3 separate regions of the Sus scrofa genome follow, and regions 2 and 3 are each linked to region 1. Evidence: chromatin contacts called from public Hi-C and HiChIP or PLAC-seq data. All regions are on one chromosome and are shown on one strand. Each heading gives the region's core, a stretch centred on a gene start, on an enhancer-like site or on the middle of the called end of the contact. The rest is flanking DNA. Distances are from core to core; before and after follow the strand shown. Region 1 overlaps CTBP2 (C-terminal-binding protein 2). Region 2 has its middle 46 kb from the start of CTBP2. Region 3 holds the start of CTBP2 (C-terminal-binding protein 2).

Region 1 (3,078 bases), core at 419-2,918:
AGGCTCACTTAGACAAAGAACTTTCTTAGTTGTTTTTCTTGTAAAGGAGAAACCACAAAGACTGTTCACTTCACCTGCTCCCTCCTGCTCGGGGAACGGGAAGGTACCAGGCAGTGAAATCGATCCACCGTGGTGCCCAGCAGAGGAATGATAAACAGCCGTTGCCATTGTTCGGGGAGCACAGAAGCCAAAGCTGTAAACACTCGTCCCCACGGAGAGGGCGGGCCGCGTGTTCTCTGAGCACCGTTGAGAATTGATCCCAGAAGGGAGAATGGCCCAGTTCCTCCTTTAAACGTGGGAGCGCTTGGTGAGGGAACTCCAGTGCCGCGTGTCTACCAGTCACAGGCCTCTGCGCCGTGCTCCTGGCTATGGTTCCCGTATGCCCCCTGCAAGTGTGGGAAGTGCTGGGGGGGCCCGTGGGAAATGGGGCCTCTCCCAAGACGGACTTGAAAGGGTCACGTCGCCCCCTGCAGGGCTCGCGGGGGAGCCAGCCTCGAGGGAATCCAGCACTTATCCAGCCCAGTAGATACTTGTAAATGTCACTCTTGGACCAGGAATCGCCGTCCAAATTTGCAGGAAGAATCTCAGGATTCCCCCTTTGAAGGCAACAAATCCGAGGCTCCGAGAGGTTAGCCGTCTTCCCCTGGTCACACAGCAGGGCAGGGACTCAACCCAGCCTGTCTGACTCCAGACTTGGGCCCAGTCGCTGTGTCAGGATAAACCACCAAGCACAGCACAGCGCTGTAGACAGCATGGGAAGCTCAGCAGTGGTGGGAAGTCGGGGAGGGGGGCCCATGCTGGAGGCCGAGGTCAGTGTCAGCGGGAGGAGTCCCAGGGTGCTCCGAGGCTCCCTTCCCTGAGTGTGATAGTGGGGAGATGGGCACACGCATCCCCAGAGAGCCCTGGGGACCACATCACGAGGGCCGGCCCAGCCTTTGCACATGGATGGGGAGCCTGGGTGGCATCCAGGGCACCCAAAGGGCTGTGCGTGGGTCCGTGCTGCTCTACCTCAGAGCCAGTCCCGATTGCTCTGCACAGTGCTGCTTTCCAAGAGTCAAGGGAATTAATTCTTCTGGGTGATTAAATGGAATGCAAACTGTTCTTTGGTCTTAAGAGGATTTACGCCTGAGTGTCAGGAAGGGCTCCAGCACACACAAGGGCAAAATCGAGTAGATGGAAAAGTACCTGTGGGAAACGAAGCAAGGTGACCAGGGCCAGAGCGCAGGGAGCGTGCCCTGCAGTCCTGTGCACCAGGGCGGGTGAGAATTTCACTCGGAGCTTCCTGGCAACCAAAGTAAAGTGGGAAATGAGATCCCTTGCAAGATTTACATTGTGCCTAAGATGGGACCAGGGAACCCATTGCTCCAAAAAACAGCTTACGGAGCAGTCGCAAGCGGCATTTCTCTTGCCCTTGAGCACACATCCAAAGACTCAGCATCAGCTCTAGATTTGCAGTGTTCCCTCTGCAGGGTATCTCAACCTGAACTTTCGCTTTCACAGGCTCCAGGTGCTGTGACAACTTCCTGCATCTCATCTAGAAACTTTGTTAACATTTTTACTAGGGCCTCATTCTGTCCAAGTTGCTAAATCAGCTCACAGGCGCTGGTTTGGGGCCCGGCCAGGCTGCTTCTGCAGCTAACAGCTGACTTCCTCCCCGGGTGTCTGCCACTTCCGCAGTCCGGCCCCCGGTGGGCATGGCCAAGTCTGTGGGGAAGTGGAAGGGGCTCTGCCTGGCGGGTTGGATGTTCTCACCAGCAGCCCGTCCCCTTCCCCCTCCACCCACAGTGCTTAAAGCTGACCTCCCAGCCTAACCAACTTCCCTGCTGGGGAGTTTTCTATTAGATGCTTTTTATTCGAAGGAATAAATATGACTTTGTGATGGGTTCTCGTGTCTTCCTGTGAACTGGGCTTTGAGCCTGGATCGCTTTAGAAGTCGTTAGAGTTTAAGAAAAAGTTACAGAGGAAAAGAGCAGGGCGGGGACATCCGACCAGCTGTGGGGCTTGGGAAAATTAGCTTCCTGGCTTCTCTCGGGCCTGAGGGCAGCACGCTTGGCCTCAGCCCACTGGACAGCAGGCCTGTTAGAGGGTCCTTAAGAATCACTCGGTCTTTAAGGGTCCCATGAAAAAGGAAGTGAGCTGAAAGCGTTGGCCTTTTTCTGTCTCCATCCCGGCCTTAGCGGCTGCCATACTAAGAAGCAGGGCAGTTTTTGAGTTTTAGGGGTCCTTGGCCCAGGCAATTTGGTTAGAAGAATAAGCCTGGACCCGCCAGGCTCTTCCAGGGCCCCTTAGGGAGGAGGCCGTGTCACCTGTTCCTCAGGGGCGCTGGTGGAGTTGAGGTTGGCTCATTGACAGGAGGGCTCCGGGCGCCAAGCGTGCAGGGCTAGGCCTGCTCTCCATGTGACACGTCAGCTGTGGCCCCAGGAGGACCTTGGCCAGGCAGGCCTGCAGAGCCGGGGTCATACTGCTGCTGTGCTTTGGAAGGACAGCCCTTCCAGGCACCAAAAGAGTGGGGTATCCTTGGCCTGGTTGGGAACCCCTCTTAGGGTTTTCCTGGCCCTGCTCTGTCCGATGGTGTGAAGGCCACCTACTGGGTGCCAGGCTCGCCTGGAAGAGGGGTCAGGGCATGTGATTCATGCTGGGTTGACTGCGGCCTCCCTGGGTCCCGCCGAGGCCTGCCTGCCCTGCGAGAGCCAGTCACGCACCCATGGCACCCAGGCCAGCACGTGGTCGAGCAGCCCCTGCCTCTGCCAGACTCCTGGCCTCAGTTCATTCCTTTCTCATCTTTATTTTACTTTATTTTTCTCAAACATCCCCTTCTGTTGTTGCCATGGTACATTTTTAGAACTTGAGAAATATTCCAACGAAATATCCCATGCCTCCACTGGCAGGCCCCCCACCGTGGGCAGGGCCTCCCTGGATGCCTCCAAGGCTCAGCCCCATCACGCCAGGGGGAGACCATGGCTCTGGGCTGCTCGGCCTCCCTGCAGGGTGCGGGTCTCTGCACCCCCGCCACCCAGGGAAGGAGAACAGACTTGGTGCACCTTGCATGCGGCCCTTGGGTTTGCTGTTGGGTTTTGT
Region 2 (3,078 bases), core at 365-2,864, 180 kb before region 1:
AGCAGTCAGGCAGGGAGACAGTTCCAGAAGCCTGGCCAGGCCTGGAAGTGAAGTTAGGAAATTAAGGGTCTCCTTCCACAGGGGGCGCTGTGCTCACAGGAATTGCAAGCCTGGAGCTGCGGGCCGCTGTCTGTCCCCACCCAGCCAGCCCTGCCTGAAAAAGGCAAGATACCTCCGCTTTGGGTTACCTGAGCCGGCACACAGTCCCTTGTGCCTAAATCGAGTTCCCATAACGTACATCAGTAGCTGTATTTCTTGCCTCCCAGTCCTGTTTCTGCACCCCTGGGACAGACCCAGGCAAACGGGACCCATTGGTCACCCTAGATTTACTTCCTTCTCTCGCTCTCTCCCGGTTCCCAGCTGTGGGTCAAAAGCAGTGGGAAGTAGGGAGGGGCCGGAGAGGAAGGGCACAGGCTTAGGAAGCCAGAGTCAGGCCCGCCCTCCCTGTTCCTGGCTGCTGAAGCCACTAAATCCGAGGACCAGGGGACCCACAGCTGGCAAGGTCCAGAACCCTGCAGAACCAGAGCCTCACACTTACGTGCGCAGTATGGCTGGAACCATCAGCAGGGTCCCTGAAAAGGAACACCCAACCCCAGCCATCCACCCACAGGGCTGGGGCCTCCAGAAGGGCCCCGCAGAGCAGTTTCCAGGCATCGCACTGGCCTTTGCAGTAAGTGGGGTCTTTTCCTGGTGATGCACTCTTTGCAATTTGATAAGCAAAAGAGAAAAGGGTGTAGGCAAGAAGTTTCTAGAAAACAAAGTTCTTTCTGGTTCCATGTGCCACCAGCCCCCAGGAAGCCCTTTTGAGGGTGATGCAAGGGAAAGAGTTCATTTCACATCCTCTTCTGGATTCTTAAAGCGTTTCCCCCGACCCCAGCCCCCCAAAACAGGAGGCTGGGCCTCCATCAGATGCTCAGGGAGGAGTTCCCACTGTGGCTCGGTGGGTTAAGAACCTGACTCGTATCCATGAGGCTGCGGGTTCGATCCCTGGCCTTGTGCAGTGGGTTAAGGATCCAGCATTGTTGCCAGCTGTGGCTCGGATCTGGCATGGCTGTGTCTCCGGTGTAGGCTGGCAGCTGCGGCTCCTATTCAGTCCCTGGCCTCGGAACTTCCCTATGCCCAGGGGCAGCCCTAAAAAGAAAAAAAATAAAAATAAAGATGCCGAGGGAGTCAGCCTCCAGGACCAGGAGATGATTGGTTTGCGAGGTGGAGGAGGAAGGAGCAGAGGCTGCCGTTTTTTGAGCAGGAAATGAGGGTGGAGATCCTGCTGGAAAGCTTTGCAGCCAAATAGAGCTCAATTCCCCCCACTTTCAACGATCTCTTTGCCTTGCTTTCTCTTTCTGTCAATATGCTATTATCTCCCGTGACTCCTGCCCTCCCAAGAAAAATGAGGCAGGAAATAGACAATATAATGGGAAATATGGCAAATGCACATTTCCTGTCAACAATATGCCTTACTAATAGATCGTCAGATGAGTATTTTATTAGAACAAAGATTATGACAGCTACAATATTTCCAGAGACAAACTAGGGGGGGATCAGAGTTAGAGGAATGTGGAAAGGGCTTTGCCAAGAATCAGCATGCCTTTGGGGCTTGGCTGTGTACCTCGGAGTCAGAAACCTACCCGTTCTAATCTTAGATCTGGCTCCAGTCTCCGTGTGGCCGGGAGCACCTCCCTCCCTTTTTCCCTCTGGCCGGAGGTCGATGACACCCAAGCCTGGTCCCCCTCCCCGCCCCCAGGCCTGAGGATAGGGGAGCCTTGCGGGGACGGCCCTGTAGATGCTGAGGCTTCCAGAGGTGGCTGTGATGGGTAGCCTGCCGATGCCTGGCTGTTCTTCCTGGGCCTGGCTGAGCTCTGCCCCAAGCAGATAGGTCCCCGGCCGTGCTCCTGCTGAGCTGGGGCTCTGAGCCCGAGCCCAGGGGCCCCCTTGGCCTGCCCGAAACCCACGCAGTGGATCCCCTCCAGGAATGCAGATGTCTTCCGAGTGCAGTGGGAGGGGTGGGTAAAGGGCAGAGTCTTCATGAAACTGCCTCCGCTGGTGTGTGCCCCAGAGAGCAGCTGGCATGGTCCCCATTTTACAAAGGAGGGACCCACTCACTCCCAGAGCTGAATTCAGAACCTGGGCCCTTGACTTGGGCCCACGTGGTCCTGTAGAATTGCTTCCACCTCCCAAAATATTATAATGCGTGTGGTTAGCAATGGATACGCCCCCTCCCCCGAGAGACCCGAGTGACCCACATGTGTGTCCCATTCCTTGAAGCCAAGAGCCAGTTGACCTTCATTCGTCACTTCTCCCTGGAGCCTATGGCAGCACCCAGCACCTAGTGAGTGCTCAGTAGCCATTTAGTGAATGAATGCATCCTGCAGGCATGTACCGTCTAACAGAGCAACTGCCCTGCTGTGGCCGCAGGGACAGGCAGAGACGCTCTCATCCCGTGGTTTGAGGACAAGACAGAAAGCGAACAAGTGCCGCCAACCCAGACACTCAGAATCCAATTTCCTTTCACCTCCCCAGAGAGGAGGAGGAAGGCTGGCTTCTCCCACGTCAGGGAGGACCGCGTGTCCAGAAACCAGAGTTCTCTGTGCTTTCTCAGCACGAGGAATTAATGAATTAATGAGCTCTAAGGTCTATTGCTGGGGAGGAGCGGGGGGAGGGGGGGTGGACGGGGCGGGGTGGCAGGTGGGGCTCCTTTTCTTCGGAATTTTGAAGAATGAGCCAAAGAAGAGCCCACACTTGATGGTTCCTCGGATCCAGAGCAGTGACTGGCAATGATGACTTCAACCTACACCACAGCTCGGCAACGCCGGATCGTTCACCCACGGAGAAAGGACAGGGACCGAACCCGCAACCTCATGGTTCCTAGTCGGATTCGTTAACCACTGCGCCACCACGGGAACTCCGCAATGATGACTTTGTCTCGTGAGTGGAGCGCTGAGACGAAAGCAAAAGGCAGAGACAGTCGCGTCCGTGGGGATCTTAATTTCCTTAGTAGCAAATTTATTTAAGATGCTCATCCCGAAGAGAGATTTGTCTGTGTGTGTTCCTTTTCAAACTTCACCAGGTTCTGAGGCAATA
Region 3 (3,078 bases), core at 248-2,747, 130 kb before region 1:
CTAGAGCAGAGCTCTTCGGGATGCAGAAGAGGGTCCAGCGGTTCGGTGGCCCTTTCTCTGGCCCCAGGCCCCAGCCCAAGTTTCCTCCGGTTGGTAGGGTGTGGTGCACTCCGGGTACGTGGGAGGCTCAACTCCGCCACTCAGATCCGGGCATGGCAGTCCCTGCGGCCTGCAGAGGCCAGACCTCACACACCCCTTCCCACGCCTTTGCTGCTCAACGTCTCAATCCAGTTCCTAACATCTCAATATGGTTTTTAAACAGATCGAGACTAAGGGCTCCATTCAGCCCAAGAGGGGCTCTTGCAGGACGCGCGGCCGATCTCAGAGACGTGAGATGAGTTTGGGGGGCTCTGGGGCGCAGGCAAAAGAGCCCTCCCAGCCCGCAGCCGCTGACTCCTTTCCGCAAACTGGGCTCCCACACCGCGGGTCACGGGCGTGCAATTTCGTCTAGGTGCGGCCGGCGCTCGGCCTGGATCCTGGTGTTCAGACACTAACCTCGGCGCGTTGGGGCGGCGCGCGAGCCCAGGTCCTTGATTCTCTGGAGCCGCTGCGGCCGCAGAGCGCCTCCGTCCCGCGAGGCCCGGAGCTCCCACCCAAGGCGAGGCTTTAAAAATAGCCCCGGCGAGATCCAAGCAACAGGAAGGAACATTTTTTTTTTTTGATGTGTAAAAAATGTTTTTGCTTCTTGTAGGGAACGCAACCGCTGCAAGTTCCAGCACACAGGGCTCCCTCTGCGCGCACCCACAGCTATCGCCGCCCCTCGGGCCAGGCGCGGGCACCGTCTCCCGGATCCGGATTTGGGGAGCGCAAGTGCCCCCTGTGGCCGGCCTGCGCCTGACCCCGCGGGCCTTGAGAAGGCACAGGCAGCCGGCGCGGGGGCCCGGGAGGAAGTTGGAGCCGTGGGGCCGGGAAGGGGGCAGGTCGTCGGCGCCGTGGGCCCGGCGGGGGCCCGAAGGAGCCAGGGCCGCCTCGGGGCGCCGCGCCGCGGTCCGCCCGGGCTCGCGTCCCCCCACGTGGCCGGCCGCCCGGGGCCCCACGTGGAAGGGGCGGAGGAGGAAGGAGGGCGAAGGCAGGGCCGGACTCCTGGCCGCCGCCGCCGCTGGACCCCCACCCCTGCCGCCAGGGCCCCAGCGTTACGCGAGGGCCTCCCGGGCGGGGCCTGGCCGGGGAGTGCCCGCCGCGCCCGGCCCCCTCGCCCGCCCGCCGCGCCTGTGTGCACTTTCGCGGAGCCACTAATCCCCGAGAGAGCCGATTTGTAGTGAAGAGTATCCGTAGGGGGCGAGGCCGGCCCATGTGGGGTTGTGTCATTGGTTTGCAAAGAGAGACCCCGCCTTTGCCCAAAAAAAAAAAAGAAAAAAGGAGAAAAAAAAAAAAAAAAAAAAAAAAAAAAAGGAGCGAGGAGTGAGCGGGCGGCGACCCTCACCTCGCCTCCCGCCTCGCTCCTGCGCAGCCAGCGGCCACCGGGAGACGCAGTCGGCGTCGCTTCTTTCCCTTTCCTTTTCTCTCCGTTTTCCTCCTCCTTCCCCGGAGGAGAAAACAAATAAAGAAGAGCAAATAGCCGGGAGGCGCTCGGCATCCAGGACGCTCCCTCCCCCGATCCAAGTTGGAATTAGCATCCTCTTGGGGGTGAGCGAAGCGCGGGGCGAGGGCGGGCCGGGGACCCCCAGCGCAGCCCCCTCCCGGCCGGCGGGCGTGGGGCCGGGACGGAGCTGGGGAGGATCGGGAGCCGGGTGGGCGGAGGAAGGGGGTGGGGTGGGTGGGGAAGTAGGAAGAGGCTCGGCGGTGAGGGGAGGAGGAGGAAGGGAAGGGGAGGGATAGGGTGGGGAGGGGAGAGAAGGGGGAGGAGAGGGAAGGGCAGTAGGGGGAGGGGCGGGGAGCTGGAGAGATTAAGTTTTTGTGTGTGTGTCCCTGTGTGCGTGTGTCATTTTAAGGTGGCCCGGGAGCGGCCCAGAAGAGCCGGCGGCGGCCCAAGGAGCGAGGGACGGAGCCGGGAGCCATGCCGCGCTGAGGGGGGGGCCGCACAGCCGCCGCCACCGCCACCGCCGCCGGGTGGGGTGGGAGGGGCGGGAGCCGCCGCCGCTGCCGCCGCCGCCGCCGCCGCCGCCGCCGCCTCCCGGGTGGGCGCCCTTCGCCTTGGACGCCGGCGGCCCAGGACGAGGTAAGGGGGGCCCCGGGGGAGGGCTGGGGCCGCCGCCGCCCCCGCCCCCGCCTCACCTGCGGCCACGGGCTGGGGGCGCCGCGCCCGCGCCTCACTGCGCCACTGGGGGAGGAGGAGGAGGGCGAAGGACACGGAGCCGGCATCCGAGGACATCTTTGGTCTGCGCCCCCGGCCCGGTGTCCCTGCTCGGCGCTTGGGGGTGGGCGCCGGCCTGGGGGTCCTTGCCCGCGCCCCCCCCCCCCGCCACCGCGGATCGCGCCCGCTGGCCGCCGTTTGCGCCAGGATTTTTGTTGTTGTGATGAGAGTTGATGAATGCGAAGTAGGCGGTCACCTTCCTTCCCATCAGGATTGGGAAAAAAAAAAAAAAAAAAAAAAAAAAAGAAACCCCGAGTGCGGCGGCGTCCGGAGGGCAGCGGCGGCGGCGGCGTCTCGGCGACGGTTTCCTAGGTGCCCCCGGCTCCCATTCCCCGAGGCCGGTGGGTGCGCGCGCGGGGGCTGCCAGCGACCCAGGCCGAGCGCGCGGCACGCCGCGGGGACAATACACCCGGATCCCTCGGGACCGGGAGTCCGAGCGCGCCGGGCCTTTCGCCTGCGGGGCGGGGGCGGGGGAGGGGAGCTGAGGGTCCACTGGGAAACCGGGGCGCGCTCGGCTCGGGGCCCCCAGGGGAGCGGCCCCTGCCGGCAGGGGATCCCGCGCGGCGCCCCGGGAGCGCAAGTGAAAGACGGGAAAGGAGGCGAAGTGGAACCCTTTTGTTTTGCCGGCCCCGCATTGTTGGCTTCTCCGGGCAGCCGGGCCACATCTGCCGCCGCCACCACCACTGCCGCGCCGGGCTCGGCCCGCCAAAGTCGCAGCGGGGCGGGGGCCCGGGGCGAGCCGGGCGGCGGGCGCGGGCGCGGGCGGGGGCCGGGCTGGCTGGGCA

The links. A called contact is a pair of places that touch in the nucleus more often than the background predicts. HiChIP or PLAC-seq counts read pairs in DNA pulled down with a chosen protein or histone mark.
Region 2: a Hi-C map of skeletal muscle shows a contact between it and region 1, with 3 times the contacts expected there. The contact joins two enhancer-like sites. A contact is called at or near these places in 5 of 47 Hi-C or Micro-C datasets (alveolar macrophages, fetal skeletal muscle, omental adipose tissue and 2 more) and 2 of 2 datasets of contacts at active chromatin or transcription factors (alveolar macrophages and skeletal muscle).
Region 3: an H3K27ac HiChIP or PLAC-seq map of alveolar macrophages shows a contact between it and region 1. The contact joins the promoter of CTBP2 here to the enhancer-like site in region 1. A contact is called at or near these places in 1 of 5 promoter capture datasets (fetal skeletal muscle), 4 of 47 Hi-C or Micro-C datasets (embryonic fibroblasts, liver and skeletal muscle) and 2 of 2 datasets of contacts at active chromatin or transcription factors (alveolar macrophages and skeletal muscle).

Annotation. Positions count from the first base shown.
Region 1 is chr14:134,352,686-134,355,763 of Sscrofa11.1, reverse strand. All of the region lies in intron 3 of CTBP2 (C-terminal-binding protein 2), which reads left to right. Among named protein-coding and RNA genes, the nearest start is that of ZRANB1, 100 kb to the right of the region's middle. Within about 2 kb of position 1,668, at least 38 of the 83 cell types and tissues checked have an H3K27ac peak or open chromatin away from gene starts, as enhancers often do. A contact at or near this core is called in alveolar macrophages, fetal skeletal muscle, liver and 2 more, where this site is marked.
Region 2 is chr14:134,533,292-134,536,369 of Sscrofa11.1, reverse strand. No RefSeq gene overlaps it. Among named protein-coding and RNA genes, the nearest start is that of CTBP2, 46 kb to the right of the region's middle. Within about 2 kb of position 1,614, at least 14 of the 83 cell types and tissues checked have an H3K27ac peak or open chromatin away from gene starts, as enhancers often do. A contact at or near this core is called in omental adipose tissue and skeletal muscle, where this site is marked.
Region 3 is chr14:134,487,224-134,490,301 of Sscrofa11.1, reverse strand. It overlaps CTBP2 (C-terminal-binding protein 2), which reads left to right and starts at 1,497. Exons shown (of 11, transcript XM_021073631.1): 1 at 1,497-1,626. It overlaps LOC110256807, which reads right to left and starts at 1,604. Exons shown (of 1, transcript XM_021073633.1): 1 at 1-1,604. The coding sequence starts at 1,576. The coding sequence ends at 491.